2 separate regions of the Macaca mulatta genome follow, and region 1 is linked to region 2. A link is a contact called in public Hi-C data. All regions are on one chromosome and are shown on one strand. The core of a region is the stretch at or near the end of the contact, and the rest is flanking DNA. Distances in the headings are between cores, read along the strand shown. Region 1 holds the start of MYH7B (myosin heavy chain 7B). Region 2 holds the start of GGT7 (gamma-glutamyltransferase 7).

The links. Hi-C and Micro-C count contacts between places; a contact is called where the count stands out from the background.
Region 1: a Hi-C map of liver shows a contact between it and region 2, with 6 times the contacts expected there. The contact joins the promoter of MYH7B here to the promoter of GGT7 in region 2. A contact is called at or near these places in 5 of 14 Hi-C or Micro-C datasets (CD4 T cells, blood, cortical neurons and 2 more).

The regions. Positions count from the first base shown.
Region 1 is chr10:87,746,696-87,753,595 of T2T-MMU8v2.0, reverse strand. It overlaps MYH7B (myosin heavy chain 7B), which reads right to left and starts at 2,733. Exons shown (of 45, transcript XM_077951643.1): 1 at 2,594-2,733; 2 at 393-507. It overlaps GSS (glutathione synthetase), which reads left to right and starts at 2,820. Exons shown (of 13, transcript XM_015149156.3): 1 at 2,820-3,884.
Region 2 is chr10:87,666,318-87,672,650 of T2T-MMU8v2.0, reverse strand. GGT7 (gamma-glutamyltransferase 7) reads left to right here and starts at 4,694. Exons shown (of 15, transcript NM_001267003.1): 1 at 4,694-4,896. The coding sequence starts at 4,728. ACSS2 (acyl-CoA synthetase short chain family member 2) reads right to left here and starts at 599. Exons shown (of 18, transcript NM_001265800.1): 1 at 363-599. The coding sequence starts at 540.

The DNA of each region.
Region 1 (6,900 bases), core at 1,484-3,983, 83 kb before region 2:
CAGCTACTCAGGAGGCTGAGGCAGGAGAATCGTTTGAACCCGGGAGGTTGCAGTAAGCTGAGATTGCGCCACTGCATTCCAGCCTGGGCAACAGAGTGAGACTCCCTCTAGGAAGATAAAAGAAAAGACAAAGGATAACGTGATACAGACTTATAGGGTGGGGCAGCCTCCAGGGATGAAATATTTGAATGACCAAAGGAGCCAGTCATGCCAGGATTTTGGAGGAGAGCACCCAGGCAGAGGGTGCAGAAAGGGCAAACGCTCCCTGGAAAGATTCTTAGTCAAGAGTCCTTCACTCCCAGTCCTACCACGAACTGGGTCACCTTGAACAAGTCACGTAACTTCTGAGGCTCAGATGCCACATCTACAAAATGCGAATAAAGACATCTTACCTGCCACATTGTGAGAGGATTCAACCAAAGGGCTGTTAAGGTCTGGGATCCTCCCCAAATCTTGCCATAGACACCTGATACTCGTCATTTGGCACCCATCTTGGAAGAGGGGAACCTGCACAGAGAACCCCGGGTCATGCTTTTTATTTTCAATTTCATGTTGCACTAGAAATAGCTTCTTTTGTTCCTGGTTGACCCAGTAACCTCTTCCTGCCACCTGGGGCCTATTCTAATTAATAGCTGCTTATCCCCTCAGGTACAAAAGCCAACAAGGAAAGGACATCAGGAAACATTGTTCTGGTAATAACCAGACACCTATCTACCACCATCTCCCCCCATCCTGCGACCACACACGGGAGACTGGAGGACTCAGCCCGTCCTGTAGTCAGATAATGTACATGCTTTATTTAAAGAGTCAAAAGGGGCCGGGCACAGTCGTTAACGCCTGCAATCCCAGCACTTTGGGAGCTGAGGTCGGTGGATCACCTGAGCTCAGGTGTTCGAGACCAGCCTGGCCAACATGGTGAAACCGTCTCTACTAAAAATACAAAAAATAGCCAGGTGTGGTGGTGGGCGCCTGTAATCCCAGCTACTTGGGAGGCTGAGGCAGGAGAATTGGCTTGAACCTGGGAAGTGGAGGTTGCAGTGAGCTGAGATTGCACGATTGTACTCCAGCCTGGGCAACAAGAACGAAAACTCCATCTCAAAAAAAAAAAAAAAAAAGAGTCGAAAAGATCTTGGTCCCTGGGTTGGGCCACTGATTTACCATCACCAGGAGTTCTCACTCCTAAATTTCTTTGATCTGTTCTCTTCACTGCATCTCCACAGCTGCTGCACTGGCTACGGCCTCATTATCTCACATCTTAACTCTCTCTGCTCTTTCTCTAGCCCATCTCCCCACTTCCAAACCATTTGTCACGCTGTAACCAGTGCCTAACACACAAAACTAACCATGTCTTTCCCCTGCTTAAAGCCCTTAGCTCCTGTTGCTCAGTGGAACTGGCATCTGAGGCTACCTCGCCAAGCCTAAGCGCCTAAAGTCCTGTTGGAACCCTTAGGCCCTTCCTCATTATCCACACCAAACTCCTCCGTGTCTGTAAAACGAGCCGAACAACCCTCAGAATTATATGCCTTCGCTGCTTTTTTTTTTTTTTAGGACAGGGTCTTACTCTGTCACCCAGATAGAAGTGCAGTGGCACGATCTCAGCCGCGGCAGCCTCCGCCTCCGGGGCTCAAGGATTCTCACGCCACAGCCTCCTGAGTAGCTGGAATTACAGGCACGGGCCAACATACCGGGCTAATTCTTGTATTTTTAGTAGAGACGGGGTTTCGCCACGTTGCCCAGCCTGGTCTCCAACTCCTGAGCTCAAGTGATCCACCTGCCTCGGCCTCTCAAAGTGCTGGGATTATAGGCTTGAGCCACTGCGCCCAGCCAGCCTTTGCTGCTTTTGTTCCTGCAATTTGGAACACTGTCCCCATCCCAGCCTCTCACCTCTACCCCTACCTCCTTCACTACCTACACCTTCCTAGCCATCCTTCAAGACCCCAAAAGCCATCCCTGAATACTTCAGAAAAGCACTGTTTATTGCCTACCTTATCAGATTGAAAGCAGTGGCTGTGTCTTATTCATGGTTAATTCCCTAGAAGCTGGGCTGATACATTCCATTTAACTAAAATTCTTATCAGGTGCTTCGGACTGCAGACAAGCCTATCACAACCCAGAAGGAAGAAACAGGGAAGGCACCTGTGGGCTGCCAAGCAGTGAGGTGGGGGTAGCAGTCATGAATCTGCATATTTTTAAAAGCTGCCCCAGATCCTGATGTAAACGGTACTGGAGAGTCTGACAAACACAGGGTTCCCCTCAAACAGTCCTAACTTCAGCATTCCTGGAAAAATGAAAATCCTTTCCTTTTGCCTCTAATGCTTTCCCTGCTGCTATTCCAGGTTAACAAAATAAATAGATAAAATCAGGGGGATTTTTCTAGGACCCGGCTGCGCTGGGAAACAAGCCTGGGTTCTAATACAGGTTCAGCCCCTGACGTACTACGGGCCCCTGACCCTCCCTGGGGCCTCCATTACCACGACCACCCCACCCTTATCAACTGTGTGCCCCTGAGGTAGTGAGTGTCCCGCTCTGAGCATTAGTTTCCCCATCTTCCACTGGACGTCGCCAGCTCTGACGCTCTAAGAGCTATGCATACCCGTAGCTCCCCGCCGACCCCGACGGTCCCCTCCCCTCCTTCCCAAGGTCCGTCCGCCAGGGTGCAGCCGACACACTCCTAACGCCAAGGCCGCCCTCTCAACGACTGCCCCTTCCTAGCCGCGACTCAGCGGCAAAGATATGGGTCTCTGTCCCCGCCCTACTCTTTAAGCCGGCCCGGGGCGGTACGCGCAAGCGCACTGGGTCGCATCGAGGCCCCGCCCCCCGAGCCTGGGTAGCGGTGCGAGTGCCGAGAGAACCGTGAGCTGAGAGGAGGCGAACGAGTAGGTTGGCGCGGCCACGGCGGCCGGCACGGGTCACGTTTCCTCGGGGGGGAAGATGTGAGGGAGGGGTCTGGCGAGGGCTTGAACTCCGGAGGCCGGGAGATCTTGTAGCTGAAACCCTTCGCATGCGCGGGGAAACTAGTGTCTCTTGAGGGGGTTGGGCTGGCGCGCGTTGATCCCAGACTTTCCAGATCTCCTGCCTTTAGATCGGGCCGGTGTCGGGGCCAGTGGGCCAGTGAGACTGGAGCCAGTTAGAACTACAACGGGGAGCGATTAGGGACAAACTTTGTCCAGGGTGAAAGCGAGCGGGCCCGTGTAGTGGGGCCAGCCTGGGCAGCCGACCGTGTCGTTGCCTCGGGGCCTTTCTAGTCTCTGGTCTAGTCCTGGGGATAAAGTCCGACCCATTTCCTTGTGGGCGTTTTGAGGCTTTCGGTGATCTGGCCCGTCTGTCGTTCTTTCTTCATTCATTCATGTAATGAATGAATACAGTACTAAGCGCGGCTAACACTAGATAGAGAAGTGATCAAGACAAACACTGTTCCCGCGGTGCCGGGAAAAGTGATGGGCTGTAGAATGTAGAAGCCCAGGGCGGAGAACAGGGACGGCTTCTGGAACTAAATCGCGAACCCTGATCAGAAGTGGTGGGGAGAGTTCCAAAGAGAAGACAGCACGTGCCAAGGCCTGGAAGGGGGACAGAGGCCGACGTATCCTGGTCACCGAAGATACCTCACTCTGAATCTGTTTCGTGCCCAGGGAAGAGATGACAGTGGCCGGGGCTAGGCTACAAACACTGGAAATGGAGATAAATAACGGAATTCAAAGTACTATATACTTAGGCAGCAAAATCCACAGGATTTGCGGACAGTGAGATGTAGGAAAGAAGTACTCAGGGCTTGGGTACCTGGGTGGGGTTCATCAGAGGAGAAGCAGATTTGTGGGAGACAACAACAAATTCTATTCTGGTTGTGTGGAGACTCGCAGGAAGCAATTGGATATCCTAGTTTGAAGGTAGGAAAGTATTGCTGTGAAGATGTAGATTTGAATGTCATCAGCAAAACAAATAAAGCAAAGGGAGGGCCGGGCGCGGTGGCTCAAGCCTGTAATCCCAGCACTTTGGGAGGCCGAGACGGGCGGATCACGAGGTCAGCAGATCGAGACCATCCTGGCTAACACGGTGAAACCCCGTCTCTACTAAAAAAAAATACAAAAAACTAGCCGGGTGAGGTGGCGGGCGTCTGTAGTCCCAGCTACTCGGGAGGCTGAGGCAGGAGAATGGCGTAAACCCGGGAGGCGGAGCTTGCAGTGAGCTGAGATGCAGCCATTGCACTCCAGCCTGGGCGACAGAGCAAGACTCGGTCTCAAAAAAAAAAAAAAAAAAAAAAAAAGCAAAGGGAGGGTTGAAGCTGTAGAATGAGAAAATAAAGGGCCCACTTAGCACCTTCATCGTGATTTATTTTTTTTCTTTCTTTTTTTTTTTTCTGGACGGAGTTTTGCTCTTGTTGCCCAGGCTGGAGTGCAATGGCAAGATCTCGGTTCACCGCAACCTCCACCTCCCGGGTTCAAGCTATTCTCCTGCCTTAGCCTCCCGAGTAGCTGGGATTACAGGCATGCGCCACCACGGCGGGCTAATTTTGTATTTTTAGTAGAGATGCTGTTTCTCCATGTTGGTCAGGCTGGTCTTGAACCCCCAACCTCAGGTAATCCGCCTGCCTCAGCCTCCCAAAGTGCTGGGATTACAGATGTGAGCCACCACACCTGGCCCATGGTGATTATTTTTATGTCTTATCCTTCTCCATGTCCCTGGTACCTAGTCAAGGGACTGGCATTAAATGCAAATTAGCGTTTGCCAACTAAATAAAAGCCCAACAGCAAACAGATGTCGGAATTCCAGAATTGTGGAATGATGGGGGCTCATGGAGGGTTTCATTACTCTAATGTCAAAGTAATGGGTTCTTGTCCTGGCTCTGCCACTAGGTTTCTGTATGACCTCTGACAAGTCTCCTCCTACCTGTAAAGAGAGTATAGTCAAAAAATGGTCTCATGTATAGAGCTGCTTTTGAGAAATTTCACACTGATTTTTCTTTTAATCCACACAGCAGTCTTACTTGAAAGGGAAGTCGGCCAGACGCGGTGGCTCACGCCTGTAATCCCAGCACTTTGGGAGGCCGAGGGCGGGGGTCACGAGATCAGATCGAGACCATCCTGGCTAACACGGTGAAACCCCGTCTCTACTAAAAATACAAAAAATCAGCCGGGCGTGGTGGCGGGCGCCTGTGGTCCCAGCTACTCGGTAGGCTGAGGCAGGAGAATAGTGTGAACCCAGGAGGCGGAGCTTGCAGTGAGCCGAGATCTGCGCCACTGCACCCCAGCCTGGGCGACAGAGCGAGACTCCGTCAAAAAAAAAAAAAAAAAAAGAGAGAGAGAGAAAGAAAGAAGTCATATTATTATGGACTCAAACCCAGGTCTGTCTGTCTGTCTGTCTGACTTGAGCCTTGGTCGTTACTATGCCTGCCCTCATCTATGTCTCACTCAGCAGAGATATCAGGACACTCCTGAGGTTACCTGCACATTCTTTCAAAGCATGGTGCTGAGGCCGGCAGACCTTCATAATTGGCCTAGCACTAGCTCTGCCATGGGGACAGGGGGATAGAGCTGAATGTGATGGAGGTTTCCTATTATTCTCTAACTTCCTTCCTGGGGACCACTGAGTTGGGCAGCCATGTTATGTTAAATGACAACAGGGCACAACAAAAGTAATGACGGTGTTTCCAGATTTTTACCCAGATCTTAAACTCCTGAGGCCTGCTGAAAAATGAATGAGTACCAGGGTGTGAGTTTGTACACCTCTGTATGTCTCTGGGCAACCAATCAGACAACTCCTCCTATTACACTGGACACTTGGCTTTCCGCGATTTCCATCTTGCTAATGTGATTTCTCAAAAATATTTTCTGTCTTTTGGTGCTTTGATAATAAATGTCCATACATGGAATGTAATCATTTCCTGCTACTAAGATTCCTTCTGGTTAGTATAAGGGAGGAGTTCACATTATTTGCATTTCATGATATTCCACGAAGAGCTCCCTCCCCCTTCCCATGTAATTTATTTGAGATCTGCTGACATGAGTTGTTGGAGCTCGAAGGGAATTAATAGTGTACTGCAGTGACTCCTATCCCAGGAAAACTTGTTAAAAATACAAAACCTCGGCTTGGCGTGGTGGCTCACTTCTGTAATCCCAGCACTTTGGGAGGCCGAGGGGGGTGTATCACAAGGTCAGGAGATCAAGACCATCCTGGCTAACACGGTGAAACCCCGTCTCTACTAAAATACAAAACATTAGCCAGGTGTGGTGGCGCATGCCTGTAATCTCAGCTACTCGGGGAGGCTGAGGCAGGAGAATCACTTGAACCCAGGAGGCAGAGGTTGCAGTGAGCCAAGAGCAAGCCACTGAACTCCAGCCTGGGCGACTGAGTAAGACTCCATCTCAAAAAAAATAATGATAATGATAATAAAAATAAATACAAAGCCTCAACCCATCCTTTCCTTCAGGCCTCTTGAATCAGAGTCTCTGGGATGGGACCCAGGAATCTGTATTCTTTCCCAAGCTCCCCAGAATGTTCAGCCAGGTTTGGAAACTACTGATCTACCCATTCTTCTTGTTTCACAGTTAGGGAATCTGTAGCTCTGGGAGGGGAAGGAACTTGCCCCAGTCACATCTGATATCAGTGCTTCTTTCTCCAATGAAGAGCATTAGGCTGGGAGTCCAGAGACATGGGTTCAAGTCCAGGCTATACCAGTCATCACCTCGGGCAAGTCATTTCACCTCTCCAAGCCTCTGCTTCCTTACTGTGAGAATAATGCCATTGTGTTAGGAATCAAAAGAGAGAGTGGCAATGGAAATGCTTTGTCAGGCTTTCTATTTCATGCACATGGAAGTTGTTAAGAGCTAGAAGCAGCCAGCGTTCATTCCTGTATACCACGCTGTTCCCTTCCAACAGAGGTCAGGGTCCTGCTGTGTTGGGGGT
Region 2 (6,333 bases), core at 3,445-5,944:
AGACCCTCTTTTCGCCTCAGGAACTCCCCTTCTCTTCCCACGAAACTTTCACTCTCCTGGACGACCTCCCGTCCCAACCTCAACGAACCTCACTTCTTCCCTCACGGAATCTCGCGTCTCCTCGCAAAAACCCACATCTCCCCCACGGACCCTTCAAGTCTCCAGGAACTCCCCAGCTCCCATGTAAGCCTCGTCTCCTCCCGGAATCCCTTTTCCATCTTCAAAGAACCGCAATTCTTCCTTCATAGAACCTCCATCTCCTCATGGACCCCTCAGCTTCCCAAGGGAGCCCCAGATTCCCCCAGGGAGCCCCCACCCCTCTCCTCACTGACACCCCGAGGCCCACCCGGACCGGGCCTCACCCCGCGGCTCCTCCACGGAGCGCCGGTGCAGCTCGCGGTAGCGCTGCAGCGAGGGGACGTGCGCGGAGCGGCTGACCTCGGGCGGCGGAGACCAACTCTGCGCCCGGCCTCCGGCTCCCGCTTCCTCCTGGCCCCGACTGCCGCTGCCACTCCGGCCCCGCTCCTCAGGAAGCCCCATCACGTCAAGTTCCTAGAACCGTGGCCGCCTTTGCGGTCGCGGCGGGTGCCGGGACTGGGAAAACAGGCCGACCTAGAGGCGGGGCCTCCGAGGAGGGGCGGGGCCTGGCGAGTGGGGGCGTGGCTTGGTCTGGCGGGTGGGCGGTGCCAGAGGGACGGGACCATGCCTGGTTGGGGCGGGATCGAGGTTAGCAAGGACAGAAATACTATAAGGAAAAGTCGCGGGATAGGGGCGGAGCTGACTTGCCGGAAGGAGTGACGCCGTAGAGTGAAAGCAGAAGGGGCGGGGCCGGGTGCGACAAGTGAGAGGGTGGAACCGTAGAATGCCAGAGGAGGGGCGGGGCCAGGCGGGACAGGAGAGGAGGTGGGCCCATGGAGTGATGGGGAGTAACCCGGCTGGTTATGACAGGAGAGGAGGCAGAGCCGTGGAGTGACCAGAGTGGGGTGGGGTCTTGGAGTGACAGATAAAGGGTTGGGTTAGGGCGGGGATCGAAAGGGAAGGGGCTGGACTAAGGAGAGGAGTTGAGTAAGGTCCATCGCGGAGCCGCCCCCTCATCTGATTGCACAGTCCTGACTATCACCCCATTGAGTTGGAAAGCTATGTGGGGTAGGGTCCCTTTCAGGTGACACCCTTTCCTCTAGTTCCCTCTTCTCTGAGCCACACCCACATTCCGTCCTCCGGAAAAACTTCTCCCATGACCTTGAGGGCATGCTCTGGTGACAGCACCCCCTCTCTGCTCACCCTGGAGCCAGCTCAGATTTTCTCCCTCTTATGAGGACATGTCTTCAATCTCCTTGCCTTCACAAATCTCCATCCAGATCTAAAGTACAAGACTCAATAAGTGAAGACTAGGCCGGGCGCGGTGGCTCAAGCCTGTAATCCCAGCACTTTGGGAGGCCGAGACTGGCGGATCACGAGGTCAGGAGATCAAGACCATCCTGGCTAACACGGTGAAACCCCGTCTCTACTAAAAGATACAAAAATATAGCCGGGCGAGGTGGCGGGCGCCTGTAGTCCCAGCTACTCGGGAGGCTGAGGCAGGAGAATGGAGTGAACCCGGGAGGCGGAGCTTGCAGTGAGCCGAGATAGCGCCACTGCACTCCAGCCTCGGCGACAGAGCCAGACTCTGTCTCAAAAAAAAGAAAAAAAAATAATAAGTGAAGACTAGGAGACACATTCAGGTTTTTTATAATAAACCCATTTCCTAATTGCACAAATGGCAAACCCAGGAAAGGGAAGGAACTGGTGCAAAGTCAGAGAGCAAATGACGATCAAGTTAGGGTCAAAGCTAGGTTCCTTGACTATGGATTTGGTTTTACTTCCTCATCAGGCTTGAAGCTAAGGCTTGTAAAATATCAGTCTGTGCAAATAGGAAAAATCATTCACATTCTTGTTTTTTGTTTTTGTTTTGAGACGGAGTCTCTTGCTCTGTCGCCCAGGCTGGAATGCAATGGCTCGATCTCGGCTCACTGCAACCTCTGCCTCCTGGATTCAAGCAATTCTCCTGCCTCAGCCTCCCGAGTAGCTGGAATTACAGGTGCACGCCACCACGCCTAGTTAATTTTTGTATTTTTAGTAGAGATTGGATTTCACCATGTTGTCCAGGCTGATCTTGAACTCCTGACCTCAGGTGATCTGCCCGCCTTGGGCTCCCAAAGTGCTAGGATTAAAGGCATGAGCCACCGCACCCAGCCCACATTCTCTTCTTTCCTTCACAATCTCTTTACTTCACCAAGGGAAACCCCCACCACCACCACCACAACCTGGGCTTAATTACCTCTAGCTTCCCTCTAGCCCCTCCACCCCAGAAAGAAGTCAGGCAGGACCCTCTTCCATCTCTCACCTGCACTCACCATGAAGAAGGACTCACCTCACCCATCAGTTCACAGACTGGCTGTCAAGGCAGGAAGGATTCTTAAATCTCTAACTGCAAGAGTGATTCTGAGGCCTGAAGCAGGCAGCTCCCACCTCTTGAAGCTTACACAATCCTTGTGACCCCATCTAGCCCAGCCTCCCTTCCCACCTACTTCCCTGCTCTTTGCCCAGCTGACTGTAAACCTTGCACACCCTAAGCTGAAAAAAAAAATCTTCCCATGGAAGACCGAGAGTCTGCCCAAACCTGAGGAGGGCGGGAATCTCAGGGCCTGCTGAAGGAGTACAGACCTCTTGGAGTGGACATGGACCCCACCAAGGGGTCAGATACTTTCATCAAGGAGACATTCACTGCACCGAAGGGACACACACTTCACTGACAGTACATGGACCCCACTAAGGGAGCACAGATGTTGCTGGGGGTTCTCAGATCCGACTGAAGGGCCCTGGGCCCTGCTAATAGGACATGAATGGTATTGAAGGGCACTTACCCTAGTGAGGAGACATGGATTTCCCCTAGGAGATACAGAGGATATGGATTTTACTAAGGAGACATGGACCCTACCAGAGGACTCAAACCCCACTGAGGAGCCGCCAGCTACACTGTGGGAGTGGACATCACTGAGAAGGCACAGACCTCATTGAGTGGAGAAAGGTCCCACTGGAGGGATTAGACCTCAGGGTAGTGTAATAGACCCTACAGACATCACTGAGGAGATAAAAACTCTCTGGGGTGGGGAGAGGCACACACAATGGGTACACGTTTTGGTGATAGACTGTTACCCTCCCTGGGCACTCCTACCACACAGCTCTGAGTAGCCCTCTCCTTCCTATCCTCTCTCCCAAGTCCTACCACCAAACCCCAGAGCTGTTCCCGACACACTGCTTCCCCCTCCTGTCTATAGTTGCTACTGCAGCTGCTGTGCGTATAGTAGATTTTTCAAGCACTTCAGGCTATCCGAGACTGGTCTGGGGTTGGGAAGAGAAAGAATGTGTGTATAAAGGCTTCACCAGCCCCCTCTCTCTTCCTGTGGACTTCACAATGAAAGTTTGGACCAGAGACCTCGTAAGAGAAGGAACCTCCCTCATCCTTGGATATGGAGAAGTAGTACAAGCTGTAGTGTGGTTGGAATTTCTAAGTGGAGAGAGGATGGATGGGTTTGGAGGGAATGAGTTTACCAGATTAAGGCAATGATGATGATGATGATGATGATGATGATGATGATGATGATGCCATTTATTGAGTAGGTGCCAAGCCCTATACAAATTGCTTTTCATTCTGTTACTTAATCCTCATGACAACCCTCTAAATTGGGTACTATTATTCTTTCCATTTCACAGATGGGGAAACTGATAGGGAGATTAATTGTCTTGCCCAAGATTACACAGTGTTTGAGCGGTAGCAGAATAGAACCCAGACATTTAGACTATGGAGACCTATTCCCCACCTTGGCCCATTCCTGCCCTACCACCACTACCACCACTCCTTCTTTCTCAAAGTGTCCTTTCCAGAACCACATCAAAAACTCTTAAAATGATGGTAAATATTCAGGTTCCAAGGACCTCATCCCAGCCTACTGAATCATGACCTCTGGAGTGGAATCTGGGGATCCGCTTTCAAAGACCCTAACACACACTAAAGTTTGAGAATGAGGTTGAAAGAGGAGTCAGAAGTGTCGGGGTACGGGAAGGGATCTGAGGTCAGGGGAGGGAACTGTTCTCCAAAGAGGAGTCTGCAGTCAAAGAGGCCTGGGGACGAAGTATGGGCTGGGGTTTTCAAAAGGGCCTGCGGGTGAAGACAGAGTCTGAAGTCGAAAAAGAGGTCTAAGGTCGGAGGAGGAGTCTAAAATCGGAGGAGGGGGATCTCGGAGTTCAAGGAGGGGTCCGGGGTCCGAGGAGTTTGGGGTCAGAGACAGGATCGGGGTCTAGAGGGATTTGCGGTCAGTGAAAGGGTCTGGGGTCCGAAAAGGAAGCCCGGGATTTGAGGAGGATACTAGCTGGATTCAGACTGGAAGGAGGAACGGGTTTGGTCCCTGAGCTGCGTAAAGTGCAGAGCCACTGAAGTCTCACTTGCTCCGCGCTCTCCCCTCGACCCTGCGCTGCCTTCCTGGCTCTCCATCTACGCGCACCTGCGTGCCAGCTGCAGGCTGACAGCGCTGAGCAGGCGGGGGCGAGTCAGCCCGGGACACAGCCAAGGGCGGGGTGAGGCGCCCCCTCCCGGCTGTCCCGAAGCTCAGGCCCCGCCCTCCGCCCTCCCACTCCCTCACCGCAGCCACTTCCGGCAGGCGCTGCGCTGCTGGGGGGCGCGGGCGAGGATGGCGGCGGAGAACGAGGCCAGTCAGGAGAGCGCCCTGGGCGCCTACTCGCCAGTGGACTACATGAGCATCACCAGCTTCCCGCGGCTGCCCGAGGACGAGCCGGCGCCCGCGGCCCCGCTGAGGGGCCGCAAGGACGAGGACGCCTTTCTGGGAGACCCCGACACCGGTGAGGCCCGCTGGCCCCGTCCCTGCCCTGCCTTGGGAAGTCCCGGTCTTCCTTCTTCTGTGTAGAGCATCCACCTCCAGCTCCATCTCCTTAATTCATTCCCATCTTCTTGGACCTCTCCATTCTTCTCCCTTGTCTCTGTTAATTATTTGGTGGGGAAGGGGTGCATTTCTGCCTTGGAGGCGTAGGATGCGACAACGGGGAGTGTGCTAGGGACTGCAGTAGAAGGGATTGGGCTTACCTTCTGGGAAGAACCAACTAAGGATGAAGGAATGTTGGAGGGGAGATCCTAAGGAACCTCTGTGATCACCCAGAAGAGGCCTTTCTCTAGCCACAGAGGACAGGATACGAGAAACCAAGTCAGAGACTGCAGCAAGAGGGATCCAATCTATGCCTTAAGAGAAGTTCCCCACAGCCAGGGATTGTGGGAAGCAGAGGGTCTGAGAGAAGCGGAGAATCTCTTCATGTGTAGGGAGGGGTAAAGAGAATATGATTCCCCTCTGCTGGGTATTGGGAGACTGAGGCATGGACTGCATGACCTCTCAAAGTCCTTGGGGACTAGAACGCCTTCACTGTCCTGTGGATTACCCCACCTCTCCCCAAGCCATGGATCTGGCCGGGGTATTAGTAAGGTACTCTGCTCGCTAGGAAGCAGTCTCCAGAATTTTACTGTGTTCCCCTCAGCCCTCTGCTGGAATTGTGAGAAGTGGGAGTAGAGAGGGAGGAGACAGGGATTGGAAGAACCTGGGGGCAAAGAGCTCTCTGTGCATTCCTTCCGTGCTGCTCTTCCTCCTAGCCATGTGGCCCAGCTCCATCCTCTCCTCCATTCTTCATCCTTCATCCCCCATCCCTCTGTCCCTGCACGTCACTTCCTGGCATTAGAGCATCCTTCTACCTCACTCGCGCTTCCTCGCAGTGCCTGCACTTGTGCCTTGTCTCTTCCCAGCCTGGCAGATGCTGCTTTTCCGGCCTGGCCCTTCCCTAGCTGCTCCCAGTCTGAGAGCCCCAAATTCTCTTCTCCTCTACACTTTCTGGTCATCTGGCCCTCACCAGCAGCCCTTGCCAACCTGACTGGACTGCACTCTATATGGGGTGGGGGTGAGGAGATAATGAGGATGGGGTTGAGAGGTTTATGGGCATCAAATGTCAGGGCTGCAGATCAAAACTTATTTTCCAAAGGGAGTGGAATCAGGAGGTAGCAGGGAGAGGAGTGGGAAGATGTGTGGTGATGGATATCAGCCTGAAGCTAGGCCTTTTATTCAGTAGTCAGGAGTGAGGCTTCTGGTCCTAGTACAGCCCTGACTCACTGAGCGACAATGGGCACACCTACCCTGTCCTGGGCCTTAGTTTCCTCTTCCAGCTCAACAGAGAATGCCTGTCTCTTTTGACCTAGAGATTGGAACTGCCTGACATGTTTTCTTCTGGCCCTTTGTAAGT